Linked DNA regions of Mus musculus: region 1 is linked to region 2. The links are chromatin contacts, called in public promoter capture Hi-C maps. All regions are on one chromosome and are shown on one strand. Each heading gives the region's core, a stretch centred on a gene start, on an enhancer-like site or on the middle of the called end of the contact. The rest is flanking DNA. Distances are from core to core; before and after follow the strand shown. Region 1 holds the start of D230025D16Rik (RIKEN cDNA D230025D16 gene). Region 2 holds the start of Ces2e (carboxylesterase 2E).

Evidence for each region. Promoter capture Hi-C pulls out the DNA fragments that hold promoters and counts their contacts.
Region 1: a contact with region 2 is called in a promoter capture Hi-C map of second pharyngeal arch cranial neural crest. The contact joins the promoter of D230025D16Rik here to the promoter of Ces2e in region 2. A contact is called at or near these places in 4 of 39 promoter capture datasets (cranial neural crest, hippocampal neurons, liver and 1 more), 2 of 484 Hi-C or Micro-C datasets (the AML12 cell line and the N1E-115 cell line) and 1 of 9 other capture datasets (pancreatic islet).

Annotation. Positions count from the first base shown.
Region 1 is chr8:105,222,861-105,228,398 of GRCm38.p6, forward strand. It overlaps D230025D16Rik (RIKEN cDNA D230025D16 gene), which reads left to right and starts at 2,327. Exons shown (of 16, transcript NM_145604.3): 1 at 2,327-2,626. The coding sequence starts at 2,563.
Region 2 is chr8:104,923,457-104,928,753 of GRCm38.p6, forward strand. Ces2e (carboxylesterase 2E) reads left to right here and starts at 2,804. Exons shown (of 12, transcript NM_172759.3): 1 at 2,804-2,940; 2 at 3,552-3,756; 3 at 5,272-5,297. The coding sequence starts at 2,865.

The DNA.
Region 1 (5,538 bases), core at 1,077-3,576, 300 kb after region 2:
GTTTGTTTGTTTGTTTGTTTGTTTGTTTGTTTGTTTGTTCATGACTTTGTTTTTGTTTTGAGACAGGATCTCTAGGTAGCCTTGGATCTCCTGAAACTCACTATGTAGATCAGGCTAGCCTGGAATTTGCTTCTGTTGCTTCTGCCAATAGCTTTTCGGCTATTCAAAGCTTCTTATTTTGTTTTGTTTGTTTGTTTTGTTTTTGTTTATGGAGACAGGGTTTCTCTGTATAACCTGGCTTTCCTGGAACTCACTTTGTAGACCAGACAGGCCTCAAACTCAGAAATCTGCCTGCCTCTTCCTCCCGAGTGCTGGGATTAAAGGAGTGCACCGCCATACCCAGCTCAAAGCTTCTTTTACTTAGGACAAAATTTGAATGGGTCACATTTAAATAAGCAAAGATAACATCCTGAATTCACAGAAATCACTACACACTACACCAACTGGGAGTCTCCTAGGAGTTGCTTCAATATTATTCCCAGTTTTGTGGCTTATCCAAACTTTAAAAATCGTTTTTCTTCCTATTTAGAAGCCTGGGACTTTGTCTTTCTTTTCCTGAGATTCCGCTCAGCCTACCGCATCCCTATTCAGAACCCAGACCCTTTCCCCTCCTCATAAATAAAAGCTAGTGTTTGGTGCTTGCTTGCTTGGTTATTGTTAGCATATAACTATTCCTACTCTGCTTTGCATTAGAATTCAATTTAGAAAGTTGGTGGGGGAAGGGTCCACCTTCTTTTGTTTTGTTTTGAGCCAGCGTCTACTTTATCTCAAGTTGGCCTTGAACTCATTTTGTAGCCCAGCATGGCCTTGAACGTTTTTTTTTTTAAGTTATGCTTGTTTTTATGTGTATGGGTACACCACAGCTGTCTTCAGACACCCCAGAAGAGGGCATCAGATCCCATTACAGATGGTTGTGAGCCACCATGTCGTTGCTGGGAATTGAACTCAGGACCTCTGGAAGAGCACTGACTTCTCTAAACAGCTGAGCCATCTCTCCAGCCCGACCTTGAACTTCTTTTTTTGTTTGTTTGTTTTTTGTTTTTTGTTTTTCGAGACAGGGTTTCTCTGTATAGCCCTGGCTGTCCTGAGCTCACTTTGTAGACCAGGCTGGCCTAACCTTGAACTTCTTTACTGCCTCACTCCCAACTGCTGGGATTCCAAGCAGGCACAAATCAGCACACCCAGCCTCTAAACATAGCTAGCTACACACGTCAGCGTTTCTGCAGCCACTTTCCCACTGGACAGACAGCCCAGTGACCCAGTTGTTTTGGCGTGCAGCAATGCTTCTCAAAGACGTTCTACTATTTTTATTTTATTTTGTTTAATCCCATAGCACTGACTTGAAATTTTGTGACGTATCCACTGTTAGGCTTCTTTATAGCCAGTTTGAGTATTTAGTCTGTCACTTAGTTCCCTGCTAAATACTACCCTTAGGAAACATAATGGGAATCGAGCTTTGCTGCCTAGGATCAAGGAAGCTTGGGTAAAGTCTTTACCCTCCTTGTGCCTCATTTATTCGTCTATAAAATGAGACTGAGGGTGTGAGGTCTTGTCATCAAAAGAGGCCTCAGCTGCCTTTTAATTTTAGGGTGCCCTAGAGCAAGCAAGCCGAAAATTCTGGCTGAATAACTAGAGGAGCCCCTCTTCTACTCACTGGAAACGGAGGCACAGAACACTTAAGAGCTTTAGTCACTACCATAAAGCATTGGCAAGCAGCAATGGTGACTCCAGGCGGAGCTGCAGGAGGCAGCCTCTGTGCTTAGAAAGTATTCCCTAGGTTGAGCATTTCTGGAAATGAGACCTGGCCCGGAACTCTTCAGCCTTCTAACTCAAATCCTCTCGCTCTAACCCTTGCCAACGGACTCATACATCCTCGACTCTGAGGTGGACCCTGCTCAGAGACCACTGGGTCCAAGGAGAGTAGGTTTCTGAACAATTTAGGCAGTGGCAGCCAGCGTCAGTACGTGACAAGCTTGATAATGGTCCGCGGGGCCGTGAGTCTCTGGGACTGGGTCCTTCCTGTCCGTTTTGTTCCTAGTGCAGATTAGTGGGACAAGTGTGCAGACGGAAGACTTTATTTTTGTGTGACATGTTTCCCGCCTTGTGCCTTTTCTTGCGTAGGCATATATGGTGCGCTGTGCAGTTTCAGGACCTCTGGAATGTGGCCCCTAAGTTCTAAAGCAGCTGCTCTTCCCTCCAGCTCTACCCGCGCGGGTCTGGCCTCTGATCCAGAGTTTGCGCGTGCGCGACTCCGCCTCAAGCCCCGCCTTCATGATTTAGCCCCGCCTTTGCCACGCTTTACGGCCCGGCACGCCACTTTTGCTGCAGTTGCTCTGGGCGCTGCTGTTGCTACAGCCTCTCCTGCCGGGGCTGCTGCCCGGGAGGTTGAAGGGAGGTGAAGTGTGTTGTTGTGTTCGTGCTGCCGTCGCCGCCCGGAACCGAGTGGAGAGCCGGACGTCCGCGGGCTGGCGAGAGCGACCAGTCAGCAGCTGCGTGCTCTCCTCAGGCCGGGTCCTGTCTGCGCTGCCGCAGGGAGGCCGCCCGGCCCAGCGAACCGACCCAATGCTGGACCTGGAGGTGGTGCCTGAACGCTCTCTGGGGAACGAGCAATGGGAATTCACTCTGGGTGAGTGTGGGGTCTTTTGGGATCCTGTTGGCTGGCCCTTAATTCTCCCTAGTCCCTTCCGCTTCTGGTTCCTGCCCCAGATGCCCCTGCGCCCGCGGTTCTTCGCCTTTTCTCACCCTTTAGTCTTTCGGCTCCGGGCTTTAGAATCCCGCTCCTCCCGTCTGTCATAGGATCAGCGATGTCTCAGCAGGGTCCTTCTTTGGACCTCTATGATAGTAATAGCCAGTACACACCAAATACTTAGTGGAGTGGGAAGGTCCTGCTCTTTTGAATTTATCTCTAATACAACTCCCTGAAGTCTGAATATCGATAGTATTATGCCCATTTTGCTGACTCTAATAGTTAAGAACTAGGTAGCACACCTAATCAACACTCTGGTCTCTGATCTGTCTCTCTCTGGTTTTAGGGGAGTGGGGGAAACCTAAGCTCATGCCTCACAATCAGATGGGGGTGGTGGGGGAATGAGCTTGCTTTTCTAAAAGGAACTCTCGACTTGTTTTCTTCTCTTTTGAAATGTACTCTTAACGTGTGGTGTCGCAATACCAGATACCAGAGTTAAAAGTTGAAATTGAGTGAAGTGGAAATTACACATTGGCTTGGTAGACAAATCAGTTAGGTCACTTGGGGAGAGTTGGCCTTCGTATGTGAACAAGAGTATTTGCATTTAGTGACTCCAGTGTGTTTACTTAGTGGCAGCACTAAGCGAAGGGGCTGGGAAAAGGTGTTCCTGCTGCTTGTTTGTGTGGGCCTCAACCTCTGTCTCTCTACTGGGAGCTCTTGGACTGAGTCAGCTGCTCCATTTGTTTATGGCTTATCCTTGAATGTAGACGACTCTGTCTATAGAGACAGCATATTGGAATTACCTAGCTGGGTAGATTGCTGGGGCTTGGTGGCTGCCTGCCTCTTTCTTGCCCATTATAAAAGCCAGTTTCATCAAGGGCTCTTGGTTCTCAGAACTTAGACTGCCTGTTCCTGTAGACTTCTCAAAATTTAATCTGCTATGAACATGTTCCATTCAACCTCATATGAGGCATCAAGAGCGTGGTTGAAAAGCAAATGATGTTTGACTTCTGATTAACATTTTTTTCTCCCCTGGACAACTCCTACCTAGTCTGGACATCCCAGGACTGGTTAAGACCCACAGCTACAGATGGTTTACTGAGACTGTGTATCTCTTTGTTTGATTTAGTGCAAACAGGAGATCAGCTGGGGTCAGGAAATTTCCAGAACACTGAACTATAACTAACATAACTAACTACCCAGGGCTTTTGGCAAATTTGCAAGAACCAAGAATTTGAATAGTTGTTTTTTTTTTTTTTTTTTTTTTTTTTTTAAACACTGTCTTCATATCAGCCAAAAATCCTAGGTTGAGAGTTGAACTTGGGGGCAGACCTGAGCCTTGGTGGTGACTTGCTACTTCTTCATCCCTGTTTTGAAGTTAGGGTTTGTTCTCTTGTTTGTTTTTTAGACAATTAGCCCAGACTGGTTTCAGATTCCCAGTGAAACTGAAGTTGAGTTTGAACTTAAAATATTTCTCTCTGTGTCTCTCCCCATACTGGGTCTGTGTAGTACTTGAGATCAAACCCAGTGACAAGTACCAAAGTGACCCACAATATCAGTCGAAAGTGTACATTTTTACATTTATTTATGCAGGAGGGAAGTTTAGTAGTTGGAGTCTTGGCTGCTCTTTCAGAGGACGATGATTTGATTCCTAGAACCACTTCTGGCCTCCACAGGCATTACATACATACACGTCATGTGCACAGATACATTCCAGGCCAAACAATACCCATATACATTTAAAAATGTATCAGGGAATATCATGCACATTTGAAAGTCAGAGGACAGCATACAGGAGTTGGTTCTCTCCTCCATGCCAATCCTAGTGATCAGATTCAGGTCACCAGGTTTGTCAACAAGCACCCTTGCCCACTGCCATTTTAGCAGCCCTTAAAACCTGAACTTTTTGTTTGTTTGTTTTTTGGGTTTTGTTTTGGTTTGGTTTTTGGTTTTTCGAGACAGGGTTTCTCTTTGTAGCCCTTGCTGTCCTGGAACTCACTCTGTAGCCCAGGCTGGCCTTGAACTCAGAAATCCGCCTGGGATTAAAGGCATGTGCCACCACTCCTGGCTTTCATCTATCTTTCTGTAGGTTAATACCAACCCTTCTCTGGGCCCCTAGGTTAGGTCAAGTCCCTTCTTTCTTCACAATAGCCCACACATCTGTTATAATAAAATAAACTTTATAATAACATGCATTATAATAAATGAACTATTTCTATACTCCTGCTGCACCATTAACCTAAGTTTCTCAGAGGATAAGATAATTTCCTACACAAATTCCAATATTTGTGATCAGAGACCACTGACTTGCATATTATCTTGGATACAGCAAGCCATTGTCTCTGCACAACAAGGCAATGCTGGAGGATGTTTCTCAAATGACGCTTTATAACTGCCTTTAGGCCTTCTAAAGATAATATTCAAAAGCAAATCCAAGCCAAGCATAGTGACTCAGACCTGTAATCCCAGTCAGTACCTAGGTACTAAGGCAGGAGGACTGCGTAGAGTTCCAGACTAGTATGGACAAGATTCTGTCTCAGAAAACTAAAAACAAATCTAGATACTAGCTTTTACATCAATATACTCTGCAAGTCTTACTGAAACCATTATTTCAATTGCAATGCCTTTATTCCACAATGGTCAAAGCATGCGCGGTATTTGCAGAGATTCTACTTAGGTTTTCTTGTCTCTGTTCCTGGTCTTTTCCTGGTCTTCCAACATTATACAAAGGCCAGGAAGGCAGCCAAGAGGCTGAACGCAGCTCTCCATTATAATGCTAGGCAGTGATTACATCTGCGTTTGCACAGATTACAATAAGAACCCTGAGGCAGATCAGGATGTGTTTTCCATTT
Region 2 (5,297 bases), core at 1,554-4,053:
CTCCCATCATGTGTTCCCTCCTCCTGTATCCACCCCAAGCAAGTGTAGGGGCAGAGAGAAGAGTTAACCCTTGAATACAAATGACCTATGCCCGATACTTCCATGGGAGCCCAACAGCATTATTGAGCTCCTGCTGTAAACACACCTCTGTGGGATACTTATTTCTGCTGATATATAGGACATTCCACAAAGGTGTTTTAGATGCTAAGAAGCCCTCTTACCACTGGGAAGATTCATTGTCAGGTGATTTCTATGGGCGTAAGTTTACCATGTATCAGCATATCTTGGTAAATCTGCATAAGAGTATGAGATAAGCAACAACCCACACTTCAAGTATAAAAAAAAAAAATCCACTCATGATCCTTCCTGTTAATCATCACCTGGTCTCTGCTCCCTAGCAACCATATGACTTCTTTCTGATGGAAGAGTTTGTAAACTGCATAAAATTTGAAAACATCAGGGCTCTGGGCTGTCCTATCATGAAAAGGAATTCTTTGTGACTAGTCTCATTACTAGGTACAATTTATTCAAGCATTGCGTCCTTTGCTAAACAATGCCATTCTACATATGCACTCAACACATTTACCCACTCCCCAGTTAATACACACCTGAGCAACCTGATTCCTACTACTTCCCATCAAGCTCTTGTGAACTTTCTCAAACACAGGGTTTGTTTTGTTTTGTTTTGTTTTAGTTTTGTTTTGTTTTGTTTTGTTTTGTTTTGTTTTTTAGCTTAATATTTTCTTCTCTTTGGGCCAAGCTGTCTTCTATGACTGTATCATTCTTATCTCCTCCAGGCATGTTTGAGGACACTGGTGACCCCATATCTTTGCACCGAATCGGTGTGAAGGAGTATCTATTGCAGGTGTTTCAATAGAATTTGAGCTTCTGCTTCCCCCACTTCTCCCTGTTCCTGAGCTCACTCTCCACTTCTTCCAAGAAATGCACCTGAGAGTCTTCTTCATTCCACATATTTGCTATGGCCTTGGCAATTACCAACATGAGGGTCTCTGGATAAATGTGCAGTAAGTAACAAAGCCCATGGGTTCTACCACCCCTTCCCAGCATTCCCAGTTACTGTTCTATAGATAACTCCATGACCAAGAGTACTTGTGAAAGAAAGCATTTAATTGGGGGCTTCCTTACATTTCAGAGGATGAGTTCAGAACCATCATCCTGGTGGGCAGCATGGCAGCAGGCAGGCAGGAACGGAGCTGGAGCAGTAGCTGAGAGTTTACATTCTGATCCATAAGCAGAAAGCAGAGACTTGTCCTGGCATGGGTTTTTGAAACTTCAAATCCCACCCCCAGTGACAAACCTCCTTCAACAAGAGCACACCTCCTAATTCCTCCAAAACAGTCCATCAACTGGAAAGCAAACATTCAAATATATGAGTCTGTAAAGGCTATTCTCTTTCAAACCACTACACCAGTAGAGCTGAGAAAGTCTTGTATTAAGAGGAAGCACCAGGAAGCCCTGAAAACTTGAAGATGCTGATTCCTTGACCCTGAGAAAGAAGGAACTGAAGACGACCTCGTAGCCCTACAGCGCATCAGTTTCTTTGCTCAAGGAACTGAGAGGAGGGAGAGGAGCAGCCAGTGAGGGCTGGGACAGCAGACTGGTCAGGAGTGCATTGCAGCCACTACATTGAAACAATAGCCAGTGTTGGTAGGGAAAGGCTTGGCTGTATCATGCTTGCAGAGACAGAGAAGCCTTAAGGATGTAGCTCCGCCCGCAGTGCTAGGCCCATAAATTATCAGGATCTGGAAATACAGAGTGAAGGCAAATTCTCAGACTTCAGGCTTACTTTGATCCCTGTATCATGCCCTCTAGGAGATCCGTTGGGCATTGTGGGAGCTCCTAGTCCTGTACTCTTTGGTGTGTTCTGCCAGGGTTCTTTGTGATTATTACACACCTAGTGTAGACCTGTACCTTTGGCTTTATCATAGACTCTGAGAGCTCAGACACTGAGAGTTCAGTGTTAGACTAGCAGGACCTGAGTAAATGTTTGCTAAGTGAAGACCAGGAGATGGCACAATGTGCCAAGGAATTTTCAAAAGGCCAGAGACCTAAAATGGGTCCCCTATATCCACATGGTGGAATGATCTGACTGACGGAAGAGGCATTTCACATGTGTGGCATGGCATTCACACATGCATATAAACACATGCACAAGAAAGAAAGAAATAGAAAAAAATGGAAAGTGCTCCTTAAGTAGATAAAGAACTATGAAAGTTGATCTCAGCAGGAGCTGGCTAAAAGAGGAAACATATATTACAGAGGTGGTGTGAATAAGGAATGAGACTTGCGAAGTGCCACATTGTGGTGTTTCAGTGAAATAGCCAGGACACATGTGGAGGGGTCCATATAGACCCTAAGATCACTGTAATGGACATATTCTGAACACATTCTCTCCCTCCTTCCCTCTCTTCTCCCCCTCCCTCCCCCTCCCCTCTCTTATCTTGAATACATACCTACTTGAAGAAGCCCCCCAGGCTGTCTCTGTTACAGATTCCTGTTCTCTGAACTCCAGAACAACACTAACATCTGCCCAATGAGTACAAGGACAGTGATCATGGTTTGAATTGACTTAGGCTTGAATATAGGACTCCCTGTGTTACAGAAGGACTTCAGATGGCATGATATACCTTTCTAGGAGGCCAAAGAGCAGGAATAGAGATTGCTTTGGCTTCCTGCTGGCCTGCTCTTCTTTGGCAATACGAACTTTGCCCCGCCCTAGTGAATTTCCTGCCTACTTTATTTTAGGTCCAAATTCCTGCCTAGGCAAGACCCACATCTTTTATTTCCTGTCCATAGCACACAGATATCCTGGAGCAACACAGACTCAGATCTAAGAGCTGACTATGCCACTATACAAACTTCTTGGATGGCTGAATGCTGTGGCCTGTGGGGTCCTGCTTCTCGTTCTGCATGTGCAAGGTGAGAGTCATTCAGTGAGCAATGAGGAACAGGTCAGAGCTGCTCAGTTCCTCGGAGTCAGCAGGTTCGTTTGTGGGAGGGAAGTCACCAGGGAGGGAAAAGCTGGTAAAGATGGCAGATAAAAAGGGTGGAAAATGTGTGCCTCCCAATGCCTTCACCAAAGCCCACAGAGTGAACCCTGCTGCACATAGAGGGTCAGCAATACCTATGAACACCCCTTTCCAAAAACAATCATTCCAGTGGAAGAAGGGCTAAGAAGTGCTGCACCTGAAGGTTAGAGGAAAGAGAGCAAAGGTATCATTTCCTCTCTCCCTGTGTGACTGTGGCTGCTACAGACCTTTCGGTGATGATGAAAAGAATACATCCATGCTGTCAAGTGGCTCTGAGCATGTCTCCTCCTTAGAGACATGCCCTGCTACCATTCAAAAGGAGTATAAGTAATGTTCCTGGCTTGGGGGTTATGTAGAAGCTCCTACTCGCACATCCCACACCTGAGCCTACACACCCCAAATTCCCTTCCCCATGGGCACTTAGTGAAAATAAGGTGGGAATAAACCATGTAGTGGCAACTGCCTGGGCAAAACTAACCATGTTGGCATCTCCACCCACAGGTCAGGACTCAGCCAGCCCCATCAGGAACACACACACAGGCCAGGTGAGAGGCAGCCTTGTCCACGTGAAGGACACTGACATCGCTGTTCATACCTTCCTGGGAATCCCCTTTGCCAAGCCTCCTGTAGGACCACTGCGCTTTGCACCTCCTGAGGCCCCTGAGCCATGGAGTGGGGTGAGGGATGGGACCTCACATCCAAACATGTAAGTTTTGGACCTAGACAATTGCAGGCCGGGGGTAAAAGCATGCTTTAAGCTCTGGGAGCAAATGAAATGCTTCCTTCTTCTCAACCCCATAGAAGTTTTCTGTCTATGATGTGCAGTGCGTTGTGCATTTTTAGATACATAGCTAAGGCTTCTAATAGAAAAAACTTTGCCAGTCTCCTGGGTCAAAGATCAGTTCCTATACGTTATCTCTCAGTTTTGCAGTGAGAAACAGATATGAATGGTTCCTAGATTCAGAATATGCCAAGTGATCTCTGCCACCATAAATGAGGTCTATGGACAAAGGTCAGTATAAACACCTTAACCAGCAAGAGCCCAGAGTCAAGTATAATGTACTATAAGTCTCTCAGGAGGGCAGCAGTGATGTGTCCTTTCACAACTCCAGCCTCTACAGTTCCTCATACAACCAAAGGAGCCAAGTGCCATTGTCCAAAGAAACATATAAAACCTTCCTCTGAAGATTACGTGTGAAGTAGAGGTCCTGAGAGTTTCTGGAAGTAGGGTAAAGAACATCCCATGGGTCTTTGGGACATTGTTTTTGGGACATTGTCCACTGCACCCCTTAGTGCCTGTGTAGGTATTGCACAACATTATCTTGGTATCTTCATTTTGTTTCTTGTAGCTGTGATAAAATACCTGGTAAAAAGCAGGTTAAGACAGAAACTGTTTATTATGGGTCACAACTCCATGTTACCATAGACTACAAGGGGGAAACTTAAGGGAATAAATAATATCACATCTTTAAATGGGACCAGAGAGCAAGGAATGCATACCTACTGCCTAATGTTCAGTTTGCCTTCTCTGTTCATACTATTCAGAAGCCCCTTCTTAGAGAATGGTTCCCCCCATGGTTGAAAAGTTTACCACCTCAATTAACAGAATCAAGGAAATCCCCATAGGCTAACCTGATCTAGACAATCCTTCACTGAGACTATATTCCCAAGTGATTCTATGTTATCTTAAGGTAAAAATTAAGACTAACCTTCTCAATAGGCATTAAAGAGTACTAACAGAACTGGTGCTTATCGCTGCTCACGGGAAATTATTCTCATAGAGCCTCCAGGAGTTCCCCAGAAGCCAAACTCAAAAAAGAATAAAATATATGCCTTCACCCAAGTGGGGACCTCTCTGGAAATCTGATTCTACCTCAGATTTCAATAAGCCTGCAGCCTTTACCATGGTAGGAAAAGGAAATCTTAGGGATACTAGAAAGCACAAAAAACCTGAGTTCTGCTACCGTGTAGACCCTCGTGGGTTCAAGAAGACCTTCTTATCCACTATTGGCAGCTGAACCCTAGGTATAGGACACTGAGCAATGGAGTGCTGGGGTGTCAGAGGTTCTGTTCCAGGAACTAACTCTTTAGAGAGAATCATACATTAGCAGGACAACTTGGAGGGAAGTGGCTAAAAGTGGCTGAGAGACAACCCAGACTGATAAGACCTGATATTGACCAGTAAATATCTCTTGTATTAACTGTCTGCCATTGTCATCAGGTGTCTACAAAATGACAATTTGATGG